Regions from separate parts of the Columba livia genome. Here region 2 is linked to region 1. The links are chromatin contacts, called in public Hi-C maps. All regions are on one chromosome and are shown on one strand. The core of a region is the stretch at or near the end of the contact, and the rest is flanking DNA. Distances in the headings are between cores, read along the strand shown. Region 1 has its middle 110 kb from the start of CD109. Region 2 holds the start of COL12A1 (collagen type XII alpha 1 chain).

What was found. Hi-C and Micro-C count contacts between places; a contact is called where the count stands out from the background.
Region 2: a Hi-C map of crop shows a contact between it and region 1, with 6 times the contacts expected there. The contact joins the promoter of COL12A1 here to the enhancer-like site in region 1. A contact is called at or near these places in 2 of 2 Hi-C or Micro-C datasets (crop and liver).

Annotation. Positions count from the first base shown.
Region 1 is chr3:32,793,114-32,799,294 of bColLiv1.pat.W.v2, reverse strand. No RefSeq gene overlaps it. Among named protein-coding and RNA genes, the nearest start is that of CD109, 110 kb to the right of the region's middle. Within about 2 kb of position 3,089, at least 1 of the 3 cell types and tissues checked has an H3K27ac peak away from gene starts, as active enhancers do.
Region 2 is chr3:33,382,717-33,388,824 of bColLiv1.pat.W.v2, reverse strand. It overlaps COL12A1 (collagen type XII alpha 1 chain), which reads left to right and starts at 1,444. Exons shown (of 52, transcript XM_065056323.1): 1 at 1,444-1,656; 2 at 1,824-1,920; 3 at 4,508-4,615. The coding sequence starts at 4,543.

The DNA.
Region 1 (6,181 bases), core at 1,840-4,339:
ATCTTCAGTAGCCACCATTTCAGAGGACTTATCTCCCCAATGCATGCACAGAGGGCTGGCATGAACAGAAGTCTTGGAAATACCAGGGCAATACTTATGCAGCTGCTTTTAGCATTGTTTCAAGATATGGTTTAACTCCTTAGATTCCTGTTACAGCTGAGATACTGTAGAAATCTCTGAATATTTTTTCATATGCCTTATGCTGGTTTTTATAACATGACATGCTCTCTGCTGTATCTCAGGTAGATCCCAGCTGTGCTGTACTGTGATTGCAACATGGAACTGGATTAGCTCATGGGGCCAAAAAAGGCAAAAAATAATTTAGGTAGGGGCACACAAAAATTTGTAATCCAGTATATGATACTCATGTAGTTTTCTCCTGTGGTTAAAGGAGAGCTGGCTGCGTGGACTATGGTGAGTTAAGATGAAGCAGCCTCTGGAAGGGCCTCTGTCTCTCTAGCAACAATGCAGAGAGTCTGAACAACTAATTTGCAGTGGATATTTTTAGATGGCTGGAAACAGTGAGATGAATCCCACCTCCTGGGTTGATCATTTCTGGCACAGAGGAAGTCACAATGAGTCTAGCCTCGTTCACTGAGTCTATGCAGGAGAGACCTAGGAAGGGGCTCAGGAGTGTACAATGGGACCCTATGCTAAATTCAGGATTCAGCTGAGAGAGAGGAGTGAAAATGGAAGAACAATTAAGTAATATAGTCCTTTCTGCCAATTATCTGTTCCAAAGCTGAAATACAACTCAAGAGCACCACCAAGTGACTTCAGATTAAAAGTGTATTTTAAACATAACTGCAGCTTATATTCAAAGATTTCCTTTGGGATATATTCAGACATCCCCATCCATTCTCACTCTCTTTCTGATGCTTTGGTAATCACACCAATAGCAACCATTCTCTAAACTGATCCTACTCTGACTTCATTCCTTTAGCAATAATTACAATAACATTTACAATATAGATTTAAGACAAGAAAAACCAAACAAACAAACAAATAAATCAAAACAAACAACACCACCAGAACAGGTTTTCAGCTTGTCACAAAAACATTTCTCCCAGTACTGCAAGACATTACGGTGCTGCATGGAGCACTGAAGTAGGTGTCAGTTTATCTTGTGGTTGGCTGCAAGGCTGGAAAAGAAAATCAAGGAGAAACTCGCAAATCTGAAAGAAACTCCCAGAGAATTATTCTCTCACCTTTAACTAATTCTTCTTTTCTGTAACATTAGTTTGCCTCCTTTCAACAAGTGAAGAAAGCGTCAGCAAACTGACAGAACAGTTAATGGAAAATCCATGGAAAGCTGTCTTATGCATGTAGGCAGCTTGGTTTCCTCTCTATTAATGCTACCTGAGGGAATCAGTCAGCTGCTTAATATGTTTTGACTTCACTAGATTCTCATGGAGTCGTGCTGTGAGAACCTAAAACTTTAACATCGCTGTTCTTAACAGGAACAGCTTGTACTATATGTTTGTTGATGAACAACTACATGCAAAAACTGATGAGATCACAAAGCTGTAAAATAAATTTATTATATCTTTAATGGCAGGAAAAACAAATTGCAGTTTTGCCAAGTTGTGCGTCTCACTATCTCAGATAAAAACCTGAAGTATTTTTCTTTTTTTGTATAGTAAGATTCACTAAATAATGTCACTTCAAAAATGGAGGCACCTGACAAGAAAAAGCTGTTAACAAAAACAAACAAAAAGGTAGAGCAAATTTAAGTATGTAGGGTTCAAATCCTTCTATCCTTGTACAAAACAAACAAACCCATCCTTTCTTGGCTTCACTAGCAGCCTTTTTGAAACACATAATATTTGCTGCAGTTCCTGGAGAGGTAATGTCCTTACTACAAAAAACTTTATCACAGTTATTTACCAGATGCCGTCAGTCCTCACATAATCAAAGCTGAAGTCTTGACTAAGCAAGCTTACACACAGGTGTGAAAGAGGAAAGCAGTCACAACATGTGGAAGCAGAAAGGAGAACTGCTTAGAGTTAAAAATTGGGCTATTCAGCTCTCTGGGCAAAAGGTTGATGGTAAAGCTCAAGCTATTATTTAGTCTTGAATAGTGGAAGGCATATTTCATAACTATTGCACATCCATAATGTATGTATATCCCTGATGCAAAATCCCCATTGTCTTTGTATTGTAACTCTCCACACAAAAAACAGAAGACAACTCCAAATTTGGATGCTGCAGATCTCTTAGTCTGCAATTAAAGAGGTTAAAGCTTTACTATAGTAACCTAGATTTGCCACACGCTTAAAGCACATCCATAGAATTACTGTGGCTCAGCTGACTTGTAGTAACTTGTCAAACTCGATCAATTTGGTTGCTTGTCTGAACCCTAAGGCTGCTCTGTTGTGACTTATCTAGTCAGGCACAGAGCTTGTGAGAAGCTGCCACACCTCTCCTGATAAAGATGGCACAGTCAGAAGGGCATTACTCAATACACACTAAAAACAGAGGGGAAAACAATATTTTGATTTTTCTTCCATGTTCCAAACAGAGTGTACTGCGAAAATCCCCTGCACAAAAAACACAACTGACAAACTCTATGAAATCACTTCTTATCCTGCTTACTTCTGATTTAATTAACTCAGCTGGACTTTGCCATTCAAATATGAAAAATGTTGGCTTTAGTATGTTGGAAACTGAGAAATGAATAAGCAACCATGAGAACTCGGCAAAGGGCAAGCAGGCATTGTCCAAGCCTCACTACACTGTCCCAGCAACACTGACTTTGCAGCAATGTGCCCCGAGGCTGCCAATAATGATGAATTTTAGTGTTCCCCTGTTATTTTTATATGGGCAAAACAATCCCATTCATTTATTTTTGTGACCTTCTTAGAGATTGTGTCACAATCTCTCATTCCGAAAAACCTCAGAAAGAGCAGCTGATTCCTGGAGTACTGTTTGTAAAAGATAACCTTGCAAAACTTTGCCCTGGTAGTGGAAAATTCATCCTCAAACTCTTTATTGCCCCAGACTACTACTATTAAATGATAATATATGGAGAAACAGTAAAATTATACAACACATCCCATTTGAGGCCATATCTTGGATCTGAATGCTAACTTAAAGTCATACCTTGAAGAAGATTCATATTTAGTCTGCCAAATATTGCTTAGGGCAAGAACAATGTTTGAAAAAAACTGTCAACATTGTTTTACATCTCTTAGGCATCTTTGATGTTCAGACACAACAGCTTTCCCTCTCAGTCTGACTTCAGCAGAAGGTTACTGCTCATCAGCCCCTTTCATGTTTCTTTCCAGCTCTTTAAAGGCAGGTTGTCCTGGCGGAGTAACTTGCTTCATTCTTAAACATCTATCCAGACATTTCTACCTCATTTTCTCAGTAAATTTATTCAAAGGGGTTTTGTAGTGAATATCTTAGCAGTGTATTGCAGCTTTTGCATAAAATGTTCCATTCCACTCCCCCGCCTCTCCTTTCTGTCTCCACAGTCTGCGGTTTCACTGTGTCTGCCTGCAGGTACGTGGCATTTCACAAACCTCGGGCAGCAGCAATCTGTAGTATCAGTCTGAGCAGCACGTCTGGAGAGTACTCTACCATCACACTCCTGTCTTCCCTACTTTCTACACTCTCCTCCTGTTACCATGAATGAGCCGAGCAGTGCAAGCACAGAACTTTGGACCTACTTGAGCTGATCAAGCATTTTACTATCGTCTCTTTCAGCAGCCAATCCAGCTCTCCAGCGATACCGTCCCTGTGTTTCCACCCATCTCTCATCTTTTTGCCATGTCCGTTGTTTTATGCAAACTTCTTAGTGCTTTATTTTTTTTTCACTAGTGGACAAATGAAGGACTACAGATGTTGTCCATCTAGTCTTCTGTAAAACCTTTGACATGGTCCTCCACAACATCCTTCTCTCTAAATTGGAGAGGTATGGATTTGACGGGTGGACTGTTCAGTGGATGAGGAACTAACTCGGTGGTCACACCCAGAGAGTAGTGGCACAATATCTGGCTGGACACCAGTGACAAGTGGTGTCCCTCAGGGGTCCATACTAGAACAAGTATTGTTTAATATCTTCATCAATTACATAGACAGTGGCATCGACCACATCCTCAGCAAGTTCGTAGATGACACCAAGTTGAGTGGTGCAGTTGACATGCCTGAGGGATGGGATGCCACCCAGAGGAACCTGGACAAGATCAAGAAGTAGGCCTATGCAAACCTCATGAGGTTCAACGAGGACAAGTGCGAGGTCCTGCATCTGAGTCAGGGCAAGCCCTGGTATCAATACAAGCTGGAGGATGAAGGGATTGAGATCAGCCCTGCTGAGAAGGACTAGAGGGTTTTGGTGGATAAAAAGCTGGACATGAGTCATCAATGTGTGCTTGCAGCCCAGAAGGCAAATCATATCTTGGGCTGCACCAGAAGGAGCATGCCCAGGAGGTTGAGGGAAGTAATTCTGCCCCTCTGCTCTGGTGAGACCCCACCTGGAGTCCTGCACCCAGCTCTGGAGCCTTCAGTACAAGACAGACATGGACCTGTTGGAGAGGGGCCAGAGGAGGCCACAAAAATGATCAGAGGGCTGGAACACCTCTCCTATGAGGACAGGCTGAGAGAGTTGGGCTTGGTCAGCCTGGAGAAGGCTCCAGTGAGACCTTATTGTGGCTTTTCAGTACTTAAAAGGGGCCTGTAAGAAAGATGGGAACAGACTTTTTAGCAAGTCTTGTTACGAGAGGACAAGGGGTAATGGCTTTAAACTGAAGGAAGGGAGATTCAGGCTAGACATAAGGAAGAAATATTTTACACAGAGGGTAGTAAAACAGAGGAACAGATTGCCCAGAGAAGTGGTAGATGCCCCATCCCTGGAAACATTCAAGGCCAGGCTGGACAGCGCTCTGAGCAACCTGATCTGTTTGAAGATGTCCCTGCTCATGGCAGGAGGGTTGGACACATATATCCCTTCCAATCCAAACTATTCTATGATTCTTTCTGGAGTTGGTCTGAGGAGTTGTTGCTTGTTGTGGCTGCTTTCCTCTGTCACACACCTATGCATGACTTCACTTATTCAGACTCTAGATTTGATCATCTGGGGACTGGCAACATTTAGTGTGGCAGTATAACTACATCCATCCAGTCCTTAGAAGTCTGGCCTTTTCAGCTACTGCCCCCAGACAACCCATCACAATGGCAGCCCATCACAATGACAGCCTTGAGGTGGGGTCTGGACACTGTAGAAGGATATTCTAAAGTGCCAAAACATGTTTCACAGTTCTCCAAAAATACGTAATGCAGCAAAATTAAGATTATTTGTCCTGGTTCAGGATGGAACTCAGTCACCTGTGTGTGCTTCAGGGATAGCTCTGACTCAGGCTTTACTGGCATCAAAAAGATGACATCAAAAAGAGGTGGTTCACCTTTCTGTTCAAAGTGTGAAGGACCACTATGTCCTTCAAAGAAGGATCTGCCTCTGATCCTTATTCTTTCGGCTAAGTTGAGATGGCCTAATAGCATGAGGAAAAAAACCACAATATGTAGTTTCTAGGACTGTGGGAACATATAAGCCTTCCCATTATTCCGAGGATACTCTTCAGGGAAAGGGATATCAGAATAAATCCTAAAGATAGCTTATGCAGAGAGATCATTAGCAACACATTTTCTAACAGATTCTTTCCATGTGAGTGGCCAAAAATTTTTTTAAAGCCTTGGATTTTTTTCTGTTGTTGTCATTAAGCAGTGTTTTAGGTATTTTGCAAAGAAAACTTTTTTGTATTTCCTAGCCCCACAACCAAATCTAAAATAAAATAATGCAAAAGGAAGCAATACCTTTTTGGTCAAAGGAAGAGTCCAGAGTACTTTTGGGTTTCATAGAATCATAGAATGTCCTGAGTCGGAAAGGACTCACAAGGATCATCAAGTCCAACTCCTGTTCCTGCATATGACAACCCCTCAGTTCACACCATGTGTCTGAGGGTGTTGTCCAGTCTCTTCTTGAACACTGTCAGGCTTGGGGCTGTGACACCTCCCTGGGGAGCCCGTTCCAGTGCTCTACCACCCTCTACCTTTTCCTAATGTCCAACTTAAACCTCCCCTGGCACATCTTCCTCCCATTCCCTTGGGTTCAAACATGTCAAGGTTTAAGGCAAGGCGGCAATTAACAACAAACTTTGAAGCCAAAATCACTATTATTTCCCAT
Region 2 (6,108 bases), core at 195-2,694, 590 kb before region 1:
CTCTTTGAAGAGACAATATCCCATCGACATGTCCTTGATTTCCCAGTCCTCCGGAAAAGTGCCCAGGAGCCGTCCCCCGGTAAACTGTTAACCTCCACTGTGAGGCACATCCAATCCGGCTGGACTTCGTGCTGATTGCTCTGAAATTCACGTCTGTCCAAAAGCTGACACGAGGACAAGATGCCCCGAAATGTTACCGGCCCCTCCAAAGCGAGGTTCTAAATCCCGCACTGAGGGATTGTCCCGTTTCCCCCTCTCCCCAGCCTTTTGTTTTTCTTCTTGTCCCTTCCCGTTGAAAGCTGCTTTCTACCAGCAGCGGTCCTGGGGGGCCCCGCGGAAGCCTTGGCAGACGGACGGACAGACGGACGGTCGGTCGTCCCTGAGCGCCGCCGCCGGGGGGCGCCCCGGCACCGTGAATGGCCCCGCTCCGGCGCGGCGCGGCGGGCGGTGGCGCTGGGGACCGGGAGGAGCGGGACCGCGGCGGCCAGACACCCGCAGCTGTTCTCTCTCGCTGTTTGTCCCCGCTCCTCGTCCATCTCTAGTCCCTTTCCGCCTCCCCCGTTTGCAGACCCGCTCCACGGGGACACTGCCATCCCGTAGTTTAGCCCGAAATGGCCCCGGAGGAGCCCGTTCCCAGAGCTCTACCGGGGCTGCCGCTCCCCACGGGTGCAAGAGCAGACCCCGCTGCGGCGCGGAGCCGGCGGCGGCCTCTGGAAGCCCCGGCCGGGGACTACCTGCCTCCCCTGGCCCCCTGGCCAGATAAAGGGGCCGTGTGTCCCGCCGTGTCACCCTCTGGGACACGCCGGGTGCCACGGGCAGGCTCTGGGAAGCAAGAGACGGGAGACCCTCGCAGAGCCTATCGCCCAGAGGGCTGTTCGATTTTGGGAAGTGCAGTTTCTTTTGAAGACACCCGGTTTCAGACAGGGGTCACGGTCGCATGTTTACCCGCCGGATCTGAGGAAGGAGGCGGTGAGGACCGTGCGCCCCGTCCCTTCTGCCTGCAGAGCCCCGCTGCAGGCGGCACCCAGCACCGGCGGTGCTCTATGCTCGAAGCAGAACACCTATGCAGCGAGGGAGGTAGTTTAATTTAGGTAGGGTACACAAGGTGGAGGCCAGACACACCTGAATTATATTAAAATGACTGTATTCTTTTTGACCCCGAGGCTTCCCGGCCGCGCCACCAGGGCTGCCCGCGCCCCACTGCGGGGCTGTCCCGGGGGTCAGCCCCGGCCGGGGGAGGGAGAGCATGCCCTTCGCTGGGGGACGGGGGCGACTGCCTAGAAACCCCCACAAGGGACACCCTCCGCAAGGCCGTCCATCGAAGCTGTGCCCGGGAACTCAGTTTTTCCACTGCCCTCCCATGTTCCCCCCTTTTGGGAAGCCGAGGGAAGGGAGGGGGCGACGGGCCGGGCCCCTGCCCGCGGGCGCGCTGCCGCGGCGGCCGCCCGCCTCATGCCGCAGGAATGCGCGGAGGTATGCGCCAGTTTCCAGAAGTGGATCCCCTTCCTTGCTGGAGCAGAGCAGCGCATATATCACCCGGTGGCAGCAGTCCACCTTCCCTGCAGTTTCGTAACCGCTTACGAGGGTAAATTGAGAGTTGGGAACAGCCCTCTATTAAGTAGCAGATTGAGAGGAGGCTCTTCCCACTTGGAGAAGGCAAGTCTTCCCAGACGGACCCCTCGCACCGGGAGCTACAGTAATCGAGGCGCCTCCTCTGCGCTCAGCTATTGCCGCTGCTTCTGCTCCTCCTTCGCCGCCGCTGCTACTTGCTGCTCCCTCCACAAGGTGCCCCCGGAGCTTCATCCTTTCCTCCCTTTATCCAGGTCCGACGGCTGCGGCTGCTGCTGCAGGCACCGCCGGAGTCACCGCCGGAGGAGCTGCCCCATCACCGACCCCGGCACCCTGCAGCCTCCCCTGAAGGTCTGTGCCCGCGCAGGAGCGGGGATCCCCTGCTGCCCCCTCGGCCGACCCCCTCTGCCTGTCCGTACGCACCACGCACGCAGCCCCTTTTGATGCACTTTAGGCTGAGATTAGCAGCGCTGGGCTGAAGGCTGACATAGGAGGGGGCAAAGAGCTTATGTGTGCCTGTGTGTGCTTGTTGGGCATGTCAGAGCCGGCTTGCAGGAGTGAGGCCGAAAGGGTGGAGGCGCAGAGCGGAGCGCCCCGAGGGGCTTGCTGGCTGTCGGGCCCGGGGGGGCACGGGCGCTCCGGCCCCGGGCGCTGCCGGCGGACGGGTGGCGGAGCAGAAACGCGGTGGGAGGCAGCGGTGGAGGTGTCCCTGCCACGGTGGTTCCCTCCGGCCGGAGGCTGCAGCCGGAGCCCGGTGTGAGCGCCCAGGGCGGCCGCAGGCACGCTACCGCTGCGGCTTTGGCAGCAGCTCTCGCTTCCCTCCCCGGGGTGTGCAGCTGCCGGTCATGCTTTCTCCTGTTACCAGTTTTTTATGCCTTTGATAGGTAGTGGGCTTCTCCTGTGTGGTGGTTTATTTTTTTCTTACTGAAAGTGGGAAATGTCATGCACTGTGCAGTTCAGAAATGCTTAGGCTAAGCTTCTGTAGATTGAATCAGTATGAGATTGGACTGACACTTGTGAAAGGCCCTTTTTTTTTCTTTTTTTTTAAGTGGTCTCTAAAGATCAATGAGAAAACCTTTAGTCCTGACACAAAGTCTTCTTGTGTCCCTGCTGAGCCAGTGAGAGGTGTTTTCCTCTGTCATCTCCAGGCTTTCTGTCATGCACCTAAGTTTGCGAGAAAGAAACAGTTTCTAGGTGGGCAAACTAATGCTTTGGCCAAGACATTGTATTTAATGAAAGAAAAATGTACATCAGGAATGGTAGCCCTGCAGTACTAGTGAAGTCCTAGACGCCTTTGTGAGATGATTAATTTCTGTTGCTTTTCAAAAGGATCAAAAGATGGCACTCCAAGCCCACGCAACATTTCTGGGACAAAAGTCCATTTACGTTGAGTTTAGGCAATCCTTAAACCCACTGCAGAATGCAGCAGATGTGCTTAGGGACAGACGTTTCCCACGCAGAGCAGTGATATGATTTTGGAGCTTTTCAGGAGAACTTAATGCTAACCTTGGTCTTTCTCGTGTTAGTGTCATGGAGTTGTTATGGTTAATATTACTCTTCTGTTTACACGCTGGAGGTACCATTGGACTGAAACCATTGCTTAGTTTTTCTTTGAGCTCTTGGTATTTTTATGTGCAGTGAAGGCATTTGGCTAAGGCAAGCATACACAGCTGCCCCGCAGAAGCCTGTTAAGTTCTGCGTCAGTAACTGGGAAATTCCTGGATCTCCATAGCATCTACCCACTAAATGTGCCTTGCTGGTTAGTTCTCTAGATGGCAGAAGAATATTATTTTAGCCTTCAGCTGTTTCTGTGGACTAATGATTTATGTATTTTTCTTTTGTTTTGCTCTTGGCACCTTCCTGATAAAATCTGTTGCCTAATTGCTTTTGGAATTCTCTTTCCTCCAGCCTAATTATGATATATGATGCACTTATGACTTTATTCAAACAAATTACCCCTCCCCTGCTTCCTGAAAAACGCAAACTTTAGAAATACTTATATGCGTATGCAATGAGGACTGTTCATATTATCTTTTACTTAGACAAGGAAATAATTTGGAAGTTTTGCTGGAGTGATTTGGAATAATTTGACACGACCTAGAACATATAGTTATGAAGGTATAGCTGCTTGCAATTAGGAACCACTAACTTGGCCTAATCCCATTTATTTTGCTGGGCGACCTGCAGTGACTGTGAGCCTCTTTTGCTTGTCTGCTTTTTATAGTGTATTTTAAATCTATTTCTCTCAGAACGTGTAAATGAATTATCAGATGTTGAAACATCATGGCTAGACAGATGTGTCAGGTTTCAGTTGTGTGTTACACACACTTCTGTATAATCTATTTCAGACCTTCAAGAAATGAGGAATAGCACATTTGTAGGCAGAACCCCTCAAAAAGAGTTTTATTACAGTTTCCAAACTGCCTTGAGACCACTAAAACACAGCTAACTAAGTGCTTCAACAGTTATGAAAAAGGAGCCGAATAAAATCCCCAGCTGAAAGAACCATTTAGTTGATCCAAGGCAGGAATGACCTCTGAATTAGCTATCATCACACTCGGCGATGAAGTCATGGAGCTCCCTCCTGGCTCCTGCCCATGCGGAGGCACGGATCTTCACCGCGCTTCCCTGATCAAATTAACCCCGACTAGGTTAAAGCTGTGTGTGCTTACCGCAGTTGGAAAGGGTTCAGCAACAAAAGGCACATTATTGCGAGACGAGACTCTCCAGTTAGTCATGCAGATCTGTCATCCTTCTGGACAGCTTTCAAGTCTAGAGGTTTCAACCTGGTCCTGTGGGTGGGGGCTGGGGATAAGGGAACAAAGTGAAATCCACGGTTCATCTTTTTTATGTTTCATGAATACACCCACGCCAATACTCTAATCCACGCGTATCATTTCCTTCTCCTTTCTCTCTTCCCCCCACCCCATCACTGCAGATTCATTCATGTTGTTGTGATCTGAAAGGGCAGAAATGAAGACAGCGCTGTGCTCGGCAGTCGCTGCTCTGTGTGCAGCCGCCCTCCTCTCCTCCATCGAGGCTGAAGGTAACCTTCCCCTCCCTGTCCCCTTGTCCCCCATGCCCTGCTGACAAGCAAACCTCCCAACCAGCCCTGGCCTACAGACTCTCTCCATTTTGAGTGTAACTACTTCACCTTCTCTTTCTCTCCTTCAGAGAAACACCTCTCCTTCCTTGCCCAGCTCCTTCTGTGCTCTGTTTCTCCCGGCTAGCCAGCCGGACCGTAGCTCCCTCTCTCTGTCTCTCTGGTGTGCTGTCCACACCGCCCCGCAGACGGGATGTGGGCCAGCTGGCATGGCTGCCCAGGCCCAGCGCCTCGAGGAGCCCGCTGCCACTGCTGCCGCCGGTGGGCAGCTCGGCACGGCTGGGGCCTGTGGTGCTGCCCTGCTGACTGAGGAAGAATGGCTGGGCTCTGTGCTGTAGAGTCTCATTTAGTTATGTTGAGAGATGAAACGAAAAGTCCATCACCCAAAAAACCCACAGCTTTGAAATAAAATGCTCCAACAGAGTCTGGCTCTCTGCGCCTGTGTGTTTTGTTCAGGCTGGACCCCTCGCCTCTGTCCCACCGGCCTGCCGGTGCACTGGCCTCCCCGGCTTGGTGGGGCGACCCCCTGCCAAGCCCTGGGGTGGTCATACCCTCCCTTGGGGATACTGCAGCATCCATGGCAGGGCTGAACTGGGAGACATGGCCGGGGAGGTGCTGCTGCTGCTGCTGCTGCCGTGACATGTGTCCTGGGCATCACCGAAGGGTGGCTGGGCCTGGGCTGGGCCTTGCTGTGGTGGCCAGAGCCCTAAGGCTTTGGCATGCATGTGGTGCCATCACCCCCAAAAGGACTTTTCTTTTCCTCCTTGTCCCTGCAGGGCCCTGGCCCAGTCTCTGGAGGCTGAGGTCCTTGTCATCCCATGGCAATGTCCTGCCTCCAGGTGCAGGGATGAAGACCGGGTGAAACTCATCATGGCCACCACACTCATCACAGCATGGCTCAAAATGGCCTAGCCCTGGCATGTTTGCCTCCCTGGTGGATTAACAGCAAGTGTGGGGGAAACCTCCCCTTTCACACTCTGTGTGAGCTGCACGGCTTTGTTTGTAGTAATAACATTTCTGCCAGCAGTGGCTGCCAGGGGAATTAGAGATGCTGAGTGTCCTGTGCTGAAATGACTTGATCTGACCTCTGGGACCTGACTCCCATTGTGGGGTGAACCGATCTGCTGGCTGTGAACTCCCCCAGGTTTACTGGGAAAAAACAGAACCCAGCATCTGATAACTCAGTTTTTTTCCTTTCCTTCTCTTTCTGCATTAAACTGAAACAAATTCTTTGACTGTGGCCTGCTGCAGGCTCCTGTACCTGGACTTGATCACCTTGGCTGATAGCTACTAAAAGCACAGCATGTCAGAGATGCCTCTGGGGTGTTTGACCCCCTAGTAGTGGTGCTTACTTGGGGCACACAGATGCAAAGTACATTGTTTTTCTGGGAAAAGATGACATTTCTGCCAGTAGTGCAACATCTGGTCACCCTAGG